Regions from separate parts of the Zea mays genome. Here region 1 is linked to region 2. Evidence: chromatin contacts called from public Hi-C data. All regions are on one chromosome and are shown on one strand. The core of a region is the stretch at or near the end of the contact, and the rest is flanking DNA. Distances in the headings are between cores, read along the strand shown. Region 1 holds the start of LOC100280298 (choline/ethanolamine kinase). Region 2 holds the start of LOC100284525 (zinc finger protein 2).

Region 1 (6,011 bases), core at 542-3,041, 740 kb before region 2:
AATATTCCAAGTAGCCGAGCCCCGAACCCTGCAGCTGAGAGATATGGTATCGCCTAACCATGACGGTAATAGATGTATGCATTAGGAAATATTTTAGAACCGAGATAAATTATACTATGTGTACAGTCTAGGAACCCTTAAAAACTATCATTCTAGGTTAGCAATTTTCAGAGAATGAAATGAAATCCATTTGTCAGGGAAAAGGTACAGATATGAAACAAAAGGTAATGCACTTGGTAGGACAGATGCTACTACAAGACCATGACTATGCTATGTCTAGAAGAATTGAAAATATGCCACTATAAAAATATGACACCAAATACAAGGGGTCATACTAGACCCAATGTAGAATACTATAGGATGCAGGTTACTAGGTTAGTATAATATGACTATAACACACAATCTCGTACCACTCAGATTCTCACCTGCAATTCCCTTTTCCTATCAATCACCAAGTCCGTATTTGGTCCATACAACCGAACAGTAACAGAAGACTCATTGCCGTTGTCTTCTTTGACAGAAACCTTCAGCACTGTAGGTAATAACAAATAAACATCATGGACTATAAATTGAAAAAAAAAATTGCTGCACACAGGAAACCTTGCTCATGTGAATCATCCCTATGGGTGGCGGATACAGACAGCAGGCTGTTCTTACTTTCTAATGCTGCAAGCATAGTGCGGCAGATCCGCAGATGTGGCAATGACAGCAGAAATGATACAGGCCAAAGGAAATATTATGCAGCACCCCGGAGACTATCTAATCTAATCGCACACAGTTTGCAAAAAGCATTAGGTTCTGCTGCTTTATCAGTAAACGGGAACAATGAGGAGCAGGAAGCCGAAGCGGACAAATGGTCGTTACAGTAGGAGATAAAAAAGTTATGTACTCATGTCAACGATGTGGAACATTTCAATGTAACTATTATGCACTATTCATTTCATTTACTACAATCATCATGCTGCTCAGGCGAAAAAGGCGAGGAATTCTGAATGGCGCTACAAGCCATGCCACAACAACTCACATAGATTCGTGATGCCCCCGGACACGGTCTCGATGGAGAAGAGCGAGCTGTCAATCGACGACCACCCTTCGACCAATTCCTTGCAGAGAGCTCTGAAAAAGCACCAGGAATCCCCAGATCAGAGAGCCTTTCCGTGCATCAGCACACTCCTGTCTCCCACACGCTCGGAGGCATTTTCTCAAACACTACCGGCTCGTTCCCGAGCACGGGTACGACGCCTCGCGATCGCGAGTACCCGAACATGACACGACCTCACAGCGTGACCAGGCCGGGCGCAAGCGCGAGCGCGAGCGCGAGCCGAAGCAAGAGGATCGAAGATAGATGTGGGGACGGGGTACTTGCATGATGCGAGGCGACATCTTCAGGAGCGGCAGCGAGATGTCGACGGAGGCCGCCGACGTGGGAACCTCCGCGGGGGCCGCGGCCGACACAGCCGTGGTGGTCGCTTTCGCCTCTACCCCGCCGCCATAGCCGCTGCCGGCGGCCATGCCCGCGCCGTTCCAGGCCCGTCCCTCCGATCCCATTCCCCTCGCGGTCGAGGACACGCCCTGTCACCCTCCCTCGGCCTCTCCGGGGTCCGCGCGCGCGAGGGATCTCGTTGCGCTATTCCTAGCTGGGAGACAAGACAACAAGACCGGGCCCGAGCCCACCCGACTCGATTCGATTTCGATCGGAGGCGACTAGGCGTCTTGTCTCTTGTCTAGGCGAGGCGACGCAGGCGAGGGGAGCGTGAGCCAGTGACCGTCCGTGAGCGCAGGCAAAGCCGCAGAGGCAACAGGCAAGACAGTGAGCGCGAATCCGAACAGCGCGCGTATATAACGCCCACTCGAGTACTGAGGCCGCATGGCGGGCCCGAGCCACGGTCGGTCGCGTGCTCGCGCCTCGTCCCGACCTAACGCGTGGCGTGCGCGTCTGTCCCACTGCGCGCGGGCGTGCCACCGGAGAGCGATGGGCCACAGGGCCATGGACATGGACGCCGGATATTTTGGCCCGTGGGATCTGAATCGTTGTCGGCTCTCCTCTGGAGAGATGACAATTTGCTATAAATTTTACACTATAAAATTTAAATATCATATTAGAATCTAGAATCGAATTTAGTGCTTTAAGTAGGAATAAAAATGGTAATTTGAACTGTTAGGACAAATTTAATATTTTAAAATAGATATATATATATATATAATTTGATATTGATCTTTTTTATATTATCAAGCACATTAGTACAAATATGAATAAAATATTACATAAATTGTTTTATGTATTATTTGCTCCCTACAACACAAAAAGTTGAAAAAATTACCGAATTTATTTCCGAATCCATACCGAAGTTTATATCTATTATTTAAAAAAATATATGATAAATTTGAGGTTTAACTTTTATGAATCTTTAGAAGCTGAATGTTAAAAACAAGAATACAAATTTGTATTATAGATTCTATATCCTATTTATTCACAATCAAAGAAAAACGACTAAAAAACTGATTACCGAATAAATAATGTTTCCGACCGTTTTCATCCCTAGCTCTAAGTAATTATGAAAAATTATTTGGACCATGATTTATTACCACCCCTACTTCTTGGGTCTCCGTTGTCCTATGTCGTCATGGGTTTGTTTGTCGATCTTTTCGGGTCACGAAGTTGCGATTACGAGACTGGACAAGATATTTTGTCGTGTACTATGCTCTTGTTGTCGTGTACTATGCTCTTGCTGTTGCTGAGGTCATGTTTGGAATCGTTAGACCGTGTCCAATAGATAATAAGGATGCGTCAGGTATGACTTGCACCAAAACAGCTTTAAGCTCTAGCTTTTCCTCTAAAACAGCTTTATAGTAGAACTAAAGGCATTTTATAAATCGTTTGACATAAACAACTTATCATAGAGTCAGAGTCATTTTCTTATATTAAAGTGTCAGCGCCAAAGCCGGTGAAGGTATTGTTTGTGGCTTCTTCTTCGTAGTACAAAAATAACTATGACCTTTAGATGCTTTTAGTAGTAAATTGTTTTTAAAAAAAGAGTGATTGACACTGCTCAGGCTTTTTGCTAGAGAAAAGTTAGAGCTAAAGCCCTGCCAAACGGGCTCTAAGATAGGAGGTGGAATAGAAGAGTCGTTGTACATGTCCTTACATATCTAACAATTGTTAGTTGAGTTGAACATGTTAATAAACTAATTGTTACAAGGTATTAGCTAAAGGTGTCTGACCACTAATTTTAGCTCTAAAGATTTTAACATAGCTTAATGCGAGTGAGTGGCTCAAGCACCGCGTCTCTGTTTTTTTTACTGGTAAGTGTGATCAAATTGAGATTATGATTATTACTCGCAAAACCATAGACGAACAAAAACATGAAACACAGCCTTTAGGTCATCTATTTTGAAACCAAAAAGGATTAGCTATATGTAAGTCGGCTACGCTCCTTATAGCGCAACAGTTTTGTCACTGTATTTTTGAGAGGAAAACTCGTTGATTTTCAAGACCACAAGAGCAATACTACTAGGTAACATTTTCAGGAACCGTCGAATCAAGGGTGATGACAAGACGTCTATATAACGACCTTGTCGATCTTGAGGCTGATTGTGATTGGTTTGTTAGTCTTCTGAAGCTGCTTATAGAGTCGCCGTGTATGTTTACGCGGGTTCATAATAATGAATACACGTGTATAATATGATTTTTTTTTGAAGAAAAAGAGTGAGCGGTTTGCCGTATATTTGGGCTCCGGGATAAGGCTAAGGAAGTATCTTGACATGTTGCGTGGTCAAGTAATCAGGGTAACGGGAACAACAGAAATAAGGTGTTCAGTACTTAATCGTCATTGTTTGTGTCCTACTCGCCGAAGCAATGTTAGCATCATCTTCATGGAAGTTGACCGTACTGCGCATTAATAAGGCACCACAACAGCCCTGTACACCATTTTCGGCGGCCGCTGTTATTTTCGGCGGCCAGGGGTTGGCCGTCGAAAATAAGCAGTTATTTTCGGCGGCTTGACACAGCCGCCGAAAATTACGCTATTTCCGGCGGCTACTGACACAGCCGCCGAAAATAGTGTTATTTCCGGCGGCTTCTGACACAGCCGCCGAAAATAACTGCTTATTTTCGGCGGCTAGCCCTAGCCGCCGAAAACTAAAAGTTTAAAAAGGTCGGGCCCGACCTTCTTCTCTGTTTCTTTCTGTCTGCCTCGCCCGCCCGCGCCGCCTTCCTCCAGCCGCCGTGCCGCCGCTCCTGGCCGTCCCCGCGCTGCCGCTCGCCGGCCACGCGCCGCCGCTCCCCGGCCGGCCCTGCGCCGCCGCTCCCGGGCCACCCCCGCGCCGCGCAGCGCCCCTGCGCGGGACTTCGGCCGAGGCCGCCGTCGCCCGAGCCACCACCGTCGACCGCCGCCGTTCCTACTCCACCGCCGCCGTTCAAAGCCCCGAGCCGCCACCGTCGTGGAACCACTCCGCCGTCGTCGCCAAGCTCTTCCCCGTCGTAAGGTATTTTTTGCGTTTTTTATTCCATATTTTCGGCGGCCGTTATTGAATTACCGCCGAAATTAGTATATATTTATAATTGTGTTTGTTTGATTAGTTGTATGATTAGTATTATTGTTTAGTTCGATTTCATTAATGTATTAGTGGTATATGTGGTTTAGTGATTAGAGGTATATTGTATTTAGACATTAATTTCATATTAATATGTGGTACTAATTATATTATTAGCTTTAATAGTATATTATATTGGTACGTATAATAGTTGCATAATTAGTGTATGTGGTACTTAGTTTGATTTGATTAGTATTATATCATTGTTTGTTTTGTATATAAGTAATATTATTTAGTAGCAGCGAATTTATGCTGCCAAATTTTTTTGGGTCCTACTAGGTTCATGTGGGTTTAGAACCTATCCCTGTGTATACATGTAGGACCGATACACTTGACGAAGTTGAATAATTTTTTCACGATATGGTTCGGTTTAACAGTCTCAGGCATGGCTGAAGATTGTGCATGGATGTACAATGGCTGGAGTAGAAATGGACGTCATTCTGATGACTGGGTAGCCAAGACCAAAGATTTTGTGGACCACGTATTCGCCTTGTCCTTAACCGGCACTGTCAGATGCCCTTGTAGGCGTCACGAAAACAATATATTTCTTAATAAGGAAAGAGTTAGCCTAGATCTTTGTCAGTTTGGATTTATGCCCAGATATGAGGTGTGGGAACATCATGGTGAGGTAGTACCCAACCGGAATGTAGAAGAGGAGGAGAACAATGATTGGGCTGGCGATGATGCGATGCATGAGATGCTAGATTCGCTACGTCCAGAATTCAACCTAAGCTCCGAGGATCCTGCCACACCAGAGGTTTCCAGATTTTTTAAACTACTAAAAGACTCTGAAGAGCCGTTGCATGAACACACATATGTGAGTATACTCGCTTTTGTGACTCGGCTCATGGCCATTAAGTCCAAGTACTTTTTCTCGAACAATTGTTACAATGAGATTTTAAAGTTATTAGGAGATGTGCTCCCAAAGCCCAATAAGTTGCCTAAAGACATGTACCAATCAAAGACAATTATCAAAGGTCTCGGTATGGATTATGAGAAGATTGATGTGTGCAAAAATAATTGTATGCTTTTCATGAAGGAGCATGCGGAAGAGAAAAAATGTCTGAAATGTGGACAATCTAGATTTGTGGAAGTTGTTAATGATGAGGGTGAGAAGGTGATGACAGATGTTGCACATAAGCAGCTCCGCTACTTGCCACTAACTCCTCGAGTGAAACGGATGTTTCTATCTAAAAAACCGCTATGCACATGCGATGGTGATAGTCGCCTAGAGGGGGGGTGAATAGGGCGAAACTGAAATTCTCAAAAATAATCACAATTACAAGCCGGGTTAGCGTTAGAAATATAGTCGAGTCCGCGAGAGGGCGTAAAAACAAATCGCAAGCGAGTGAAGTGGTGAGACACAAGGATTTGTTTTACCGAGGTTCGGTTCTTGCAAACCTACTCCCCGTTGAGGA
Region 2 (5,881 bases), core at 2,993-5,492:
GGAGGCGGAGGTCATAGTCCTTGGTATTATGTGGAGATGCCATTTTGGTGTTGTTTGGTTCACATATTTGTAACGCAGTAGGTAACCAATAACGTTAAACCATGTTTGTTTAACTCCAACCATAATGAGATACTACACTAGCGTTGGCGCAGATTTGGGTACCAATCACTACAAGCTCGAGCTGTATCGACGGCGATGCTCTCTACGGTAGCGAGGACGGTCCACGGCCTAGGTCAGGACGGTTCGCAACCTGGCGCAGAGGCGGGTTTTTTATGAGCCGAAGCCGGACGGTCCGCATGTGCGTAGGGGCGGCGGTGTTCGCCAACCGCACCTCAATCTCGCTCCCGAGAGGGACCCTATCAGAGACGAGAGATCCTAGGGTTTGTTTTTGGATCGACAGACCACCCGAGACGCCTCTAGACGACGTAGAGCTGAAGAATGAGGTGAAGAAAGCTACGTTCGTTACTGTCTACTCCTAGGGAAAAAAGTAAAGGGCGGAAGATATATTGATTGTAGTTCGATTGTTGATGCCTACAACCGAACGTACCCCTTCATATATATAGGGGGTGGTCTGGACCCGTTCCTAGGCGTTTCCAAACAGTAGCCACAGGTTTAGAGGGATAAATATGCGTGGAAAAGGGATTAGTTACACCTGATCTGATCTAATCGTGGACCGTTCGATCCTTAGGACCAGACCGTCCGACCGTGCCCAGTGCCATAAATGGTGGTCAACACAAGCCCCCTGCCTTTTAGAAAAGCTGAGCGAACCAAAAGCACTGGTGCAGGCTGGAATCAACTTGATGTGATAACATCAGTATTCTTAAGCATCTTGTCACACACTAGGATGATATTGCTTCAGGAAACGACCGTTCAATGTCTTGGGCAAGTCTTCACCTTGCAATGTTTGTAACATGTAGGCGTTACCAGATATTACCTATGTGATCCTGTAAGGGCCTTCCTAGCTTGGCGACCATTTCCTGAATTTTCGATGTCTGCTCCTTAGTGACAAGATGGTCTTCCATACCAGGTCTGCTACCTGAAATGACATAGCCTTGACCTTCTTGTTGTAAGCTTTGACAACCATATTCTTCTCTTTCTCGATCTATCTCAGAGCCATCAATCTCTTGTCGGCCACTTCATAGATATTACCCATCATCAAATTATAATAATCACCGTTAGTTAGATCGTTCTGCCTGTCAAACCTGACAGCATTGTGGCTTATTTCAATAGGCAAAACAACTTCCTGCCCATAAACAAACTCAAAAGGAGAAACTTTAGTAGCACGATGTTTAGATATTCTATGAGCCCACAAAGCCTCAGACAAGACCTTATACCAACTCTTAATATCTTCTTCTTTATAAGGCTAATCAATATCCTATTACTAGACTTGGCCTATCCATTGGCCTGAGCTTAATATGGAGATGAATTGAGAAATTTGATCCTATATGATTCACCAAACTCATGTACCTCATTTGACATAGAAGAAGTCTCTTGGTCTGTGGTCAAAGTCTAGGGAATGCCAAATCTATAATGATATGCTCAGTTATAAACTCAGTTACCTCTCTATGTGTCATATTCTTCAAAACAACAGCTTCAGTCTAATTTGTAAAATAATCTGTGGCGACCAAGACAAACCAATGTTCCCTTTGACGATGAATGATGAATATCTCCTGCAAAGTCCAATACCCATCCCGGAAGGGCCAAGGTTTGATAATAGGATGTAATTCGGCTGCAGGAACCAACTGCAGGTCACCAATTTTTTGACACACTTGGCATCCCTTGTAGTACTTGAAACAATCAACTATCATATCAGGCCAATAGAAGCTAGATCTTCTCAACAGCCACTTCATCTTTGGAGCCGATTGATGAGTATCACAAATCCCTTTATGTACTTCGGCCATAGCTAGTATAGCATCATTAGAGCCCAAGTATTTAAGCAAGACATCACTAGTTGTTCGATAATAAAGTTCATTATCATTTAAAACATATTTGAAAGCTATACGCCGAACATTTCTGTCTATCCTAATACTAGGATTATGAAGGTAACTAATTATAGGCACCCTCCAATCAGTTGCATTAGCTATGTTGTCAGCCAAATTAATCAAGGAAACGTATCCAGCTGGCACTCGATAATGAAGGATATTTTGCCGAGTGTCTACTGTCCATGCTCTCAGCAGAGGGGGCTCCAATAGGCCCCCACATCAGCCTCAGTGCTGTGAGTCGCAAGCTGGCACTCGACAAAAGGAGCCTCTTTGATATACTTTGATAACTCGAGTTAGTTGATGTTCAAATATGAATTATTTGAAAAAATCAATTAAACGAACTAAATCTAATTGTTATATCAAACACTTTGATAATTGTACCATAATGGAACATATAGGTATATATATATTGTAGGAACATGCCATAAAATGTTTTATGAGATAAATAAAAATAAAATACACTTTACCGAGTGTAGGGAAAGACACTCGACGAACCCTTACTTTGTCGAGTCTGCCAGGGAACACTTGACAAAGAAGTCAGTTTGTCGAGTGTCAACTTCTGACACTCGGTATTGTTAACGGCTGTCAACTATAGACGGCTGTTGACAACCCTTTGCCAAGGGCCGGGTTTCGCCGAGAGCTTGACACTTTGTAAAGCCTCCTTTGCCGAGCGTCGGTGTATGCAAGCGTTTGGCTCACGGCAAAGAAGGTTTGTGCCGAGTGTCTTTGGTCGCTGAGAATGACACTCGACAATGCAAGTTTTGCCAAGTGGTCGTAAATTGCCCTCGGCAAAGATTTGGGCGCTCGACAAAGAGTCAGATTCCGATAGTGAACGTACCTGTATGAGTTCAGCTGCCACTCATGAAAGACCCTGTAATTGACTTATATGTTCCAAATAGAGGGGGGCCTTTTGGCAACCTTATATCAGGGATAGTCCATTGTTTAGCTGTCAAGAAGTGTATGTTTAACTTATCAGTCTCCATCGAAATATTGATATATCAAACAACAATGAAACTAAGAGTGTTTTACATGCTTCTTGGAATTTGGTGGATATTGTTAGAATATTTGGGATAAGAACCATTTATTTAAGATGATATAAATCCTAAGTCACATGTTTAAACTAGGAGTTATGTATAAGTAAGTGGGTGAATTATGGCTGCTAACTTATGGCTTGTTAAGTTACTAGTAACGACCATTTTGATGGTTGGAATTACTAGTAAGAGTCGTTTTTATGACCATGTTGGCTGCTATATATTAAGCTATTTGATAGCACATCTTCATCTGCTCTCTTGTGCCTATATAAGAGTACACAACTCTTCAATCGTGCAGGGTGAAAATATACTCTTGCTAGTTTTTTTTGCTCTTTTTTTCACGGTTGAGTTGCCTCATAAGTCTTCATCGTCCCAAATCTCCGCTCACACGGAGAGTTAGGAGAGCAAGCCCCCGAAACCTCCGTCCGCTGGAGACACTTGCCGGGTGCGCGGGCGATCAGGTTTTTGGGAGCGTCGCTTTGACTGCTCGTTTCAAGATCATCTTCATCATCCACTTTCTCGTTGCGGGATCGTCTTCTTAGTCTACTTCTCGGTGGACGTTCGCGGGACTGTACTGCGTCGGTCTATTCCTTTAATTGACTTTGTAATCGGCTATATCGAACATACACACAATGACTAGTCTGAATGGAATAACCAGTGTCTTGAGCATGAGCCCCTCCGCTGGTTATACCCTGATATCTTTTCTGATAAGTATGTTGTTTCTGTATAATCTCGGTTTAACTACTGAGACGAGTAATATACCACATTGCAAATATTTGTCATCACAAATTTAGCATGTTATTTCTAGATTAAATTTAATATGAATTGCCTAATTTCCTAACAGATATTCTTTTAAATACTCCAAAAAAAAACTTTGTAGCTGTTCGTTTCTTACAATTCACTACTCCAAGCAGGTTGGCAAGTAGCTAGCCCCTCTCGTATATATATAACACCTTTGCTCAGCCAGCAACCAGCTCTGCCGTTGGACCCTATCGACGAACGACGGACAAAATCTTTTGTCATTTTCATTCGTTTCTTTCCTTTTCTTCATGGAGCGCCTTATTTTCTAGACCTACGTATGTACCTGTTATTAATCTGAACCACCATATATATACATACGTACAGAATACAGATACATACGCTACCGCCTTTCCTGTGTCTCTCTCTACACTTGGCTGTAGATAGATACGTAGTATATATATACGTACTCGAGCATCCTGCGGTTGGTGCAATTGCGCAGCATTGTACACTGCTGTTACCAAAAACAGGCGAATAATAGAAGCTACTCTTCTACTCGCTCGTCACCTTCGTTCGAGGATCGAGCTCGAGCCAGCAGCTTTATTGCCTGCCGTGCTGTCCCCGGCCGCCATGAATACCAAGGGCAAGAGTGACCGCGGCGGGGAGGAGGGCGTCCTCGACCTCAACCTCTCCCTGCAGCGGACCCTGGTGGCGCCCGAGCCGGAGCCGCTGATGGGTTACTTCGTCTGCACCTACTGCGACAAGAAATTCTACTCCTCGCAGGCACTCGGCGGCCACCAGAACGCCCACAAGTTGGAGCGCAGCGTGGCCAAGCGCGCCCGCGAGCTGGCCGCCGCTCGCCGTGCGGGCCAGGGCGGCGAGCGCGCCAGTGCTGCCGAGGAGGAGGCGAGGATGGGCATTGCGAGGACGACGGTCTCATCACCAAGATCCTCCTCGTCGTCGCACCAGATCAGGATGTCGCCGGTGGCAAGCTGGAATAATCTCACCGACGACATCGACCTCACCTTGAAGCTATGATTGGCTGCGCGGGCGGCTGCTCGTCGGACTTTGAGGTTCTTGTCCCTGGGATGCATAGGACATATACGAGCAATCACTGCCTTGATCCCTCCGGTCATTTGAGCTGATCTCTTGTTATATTTTCGTCTGCTGATGATTAAGCCCCGATCTGTGTTGATGAATTTCCTGGACCATACTGCATGCCTGCATCGACTGAAGCTAGGCAGGTTCGTGGTTCTTGGTGATTTCCCTAGCTTGATCGATCCCACACACCGCGTTCACCCAGTACCCCATCTCTTTCATCTTCACTGCTGCCTAATGTTCTCCCCCTTATGTTTTAACATTATAGTTTAACTATGATTTACCTCTAGTATTACTTATCATGTAAGACATAGAAATGAAAACATGAACACAAGGTTAGGATTGCGGGCCAGCGCTAGCTTCAGGTGTACCTGGAGCAGCATGTATATACTCCCCATTACGGCCACGAGATTATCCAAACAAGGTCTAAAGTCACTAGGGAGAAGGAACTGCAGTACAGTATACACGGGCAGTACAAAGTACGTACAGTATGCATTGAGCTTCAGGTAAGGTGCACTCTATGACCTTAATTAGCTGTTAATCCTCGTCATGAAGCAATTATTGTTACGACGACATCACATCCAAGCGAAGTCTGTGGACTGTAGGTGTAGCATCGGTGTAGTAGGGTGTGTGGTCCAGTAGGCCTTAGCTCTGGCGCTAGGCTCATCTCTTTGTCATTGTCATTGTGTCCAATATAAAAGCACGTGGCATATTACCTCGATTCATTTGTCATTGTCCAAGTGGTGTGATATCAACCGAATAACCATAATAATTTCACTGGACGATGCGACATGTGCTTGTGCCACTTTGTGGAGAAAAAAAATACTCTCTCTGCTTTTTTATTTCTCATAATTTAGTTTAAAAATGAACTAGCTGGTGACAAATATTCGATAATGCATGAAGGTAGTAATAATTATAAAAGGAACTCGATCGATCGGGATGTGAATGAATAGACTGATTCTCCCACACTTAGGTTATTGATTCTGCCAAAGAGTTCCATGCATGTTGCTGTCTGCAACAGTCCTTCCTCGT

The links. A called contact is a pair of places that touch in the nucleus more often than the background predicts.
Region 1: a contact with region 2 is called in a Hi-C map of bundle sheath, with 2.3 times the contacts expected there. The contact joins the promoter of LOC100280298 here to the promoter of LOC100284525 in region 2. A contact is called at or near these places in 2 of 25 Hi-C or Micro-C datasets (bundle sheath and endosperm).

What each region holds. Positions count from the first base shown.
Region 1 is chr2:188,968,818-188,974,828 of Zm-B73-REFERENCE-NAM-5.0, reverse strand. LOC100280298 (choline/ethanolamine kinase) reads right to left here and starts at 1,791. Exons shown (of 11, transcript NM_001153225.1): 1 at 1,367-1,791; 2 at 1,025-1,116; 3 at 426-532; 4 at 1-53. The coding sequence starts at 1,548.
Region 2 is chr2:188,230,145-188,236,025 of Zm-B73-REFERENCE-NAM-5.0, reverse strand. LOC100284525 (zinc finger protein 2) reads left to right here and starts at 4,242. Exons shown (of 1, transcript NM_001157420.2): 1 at 4,242-5,010. The coding sequence starts at 4,382. The coding sequence ends at 4,789.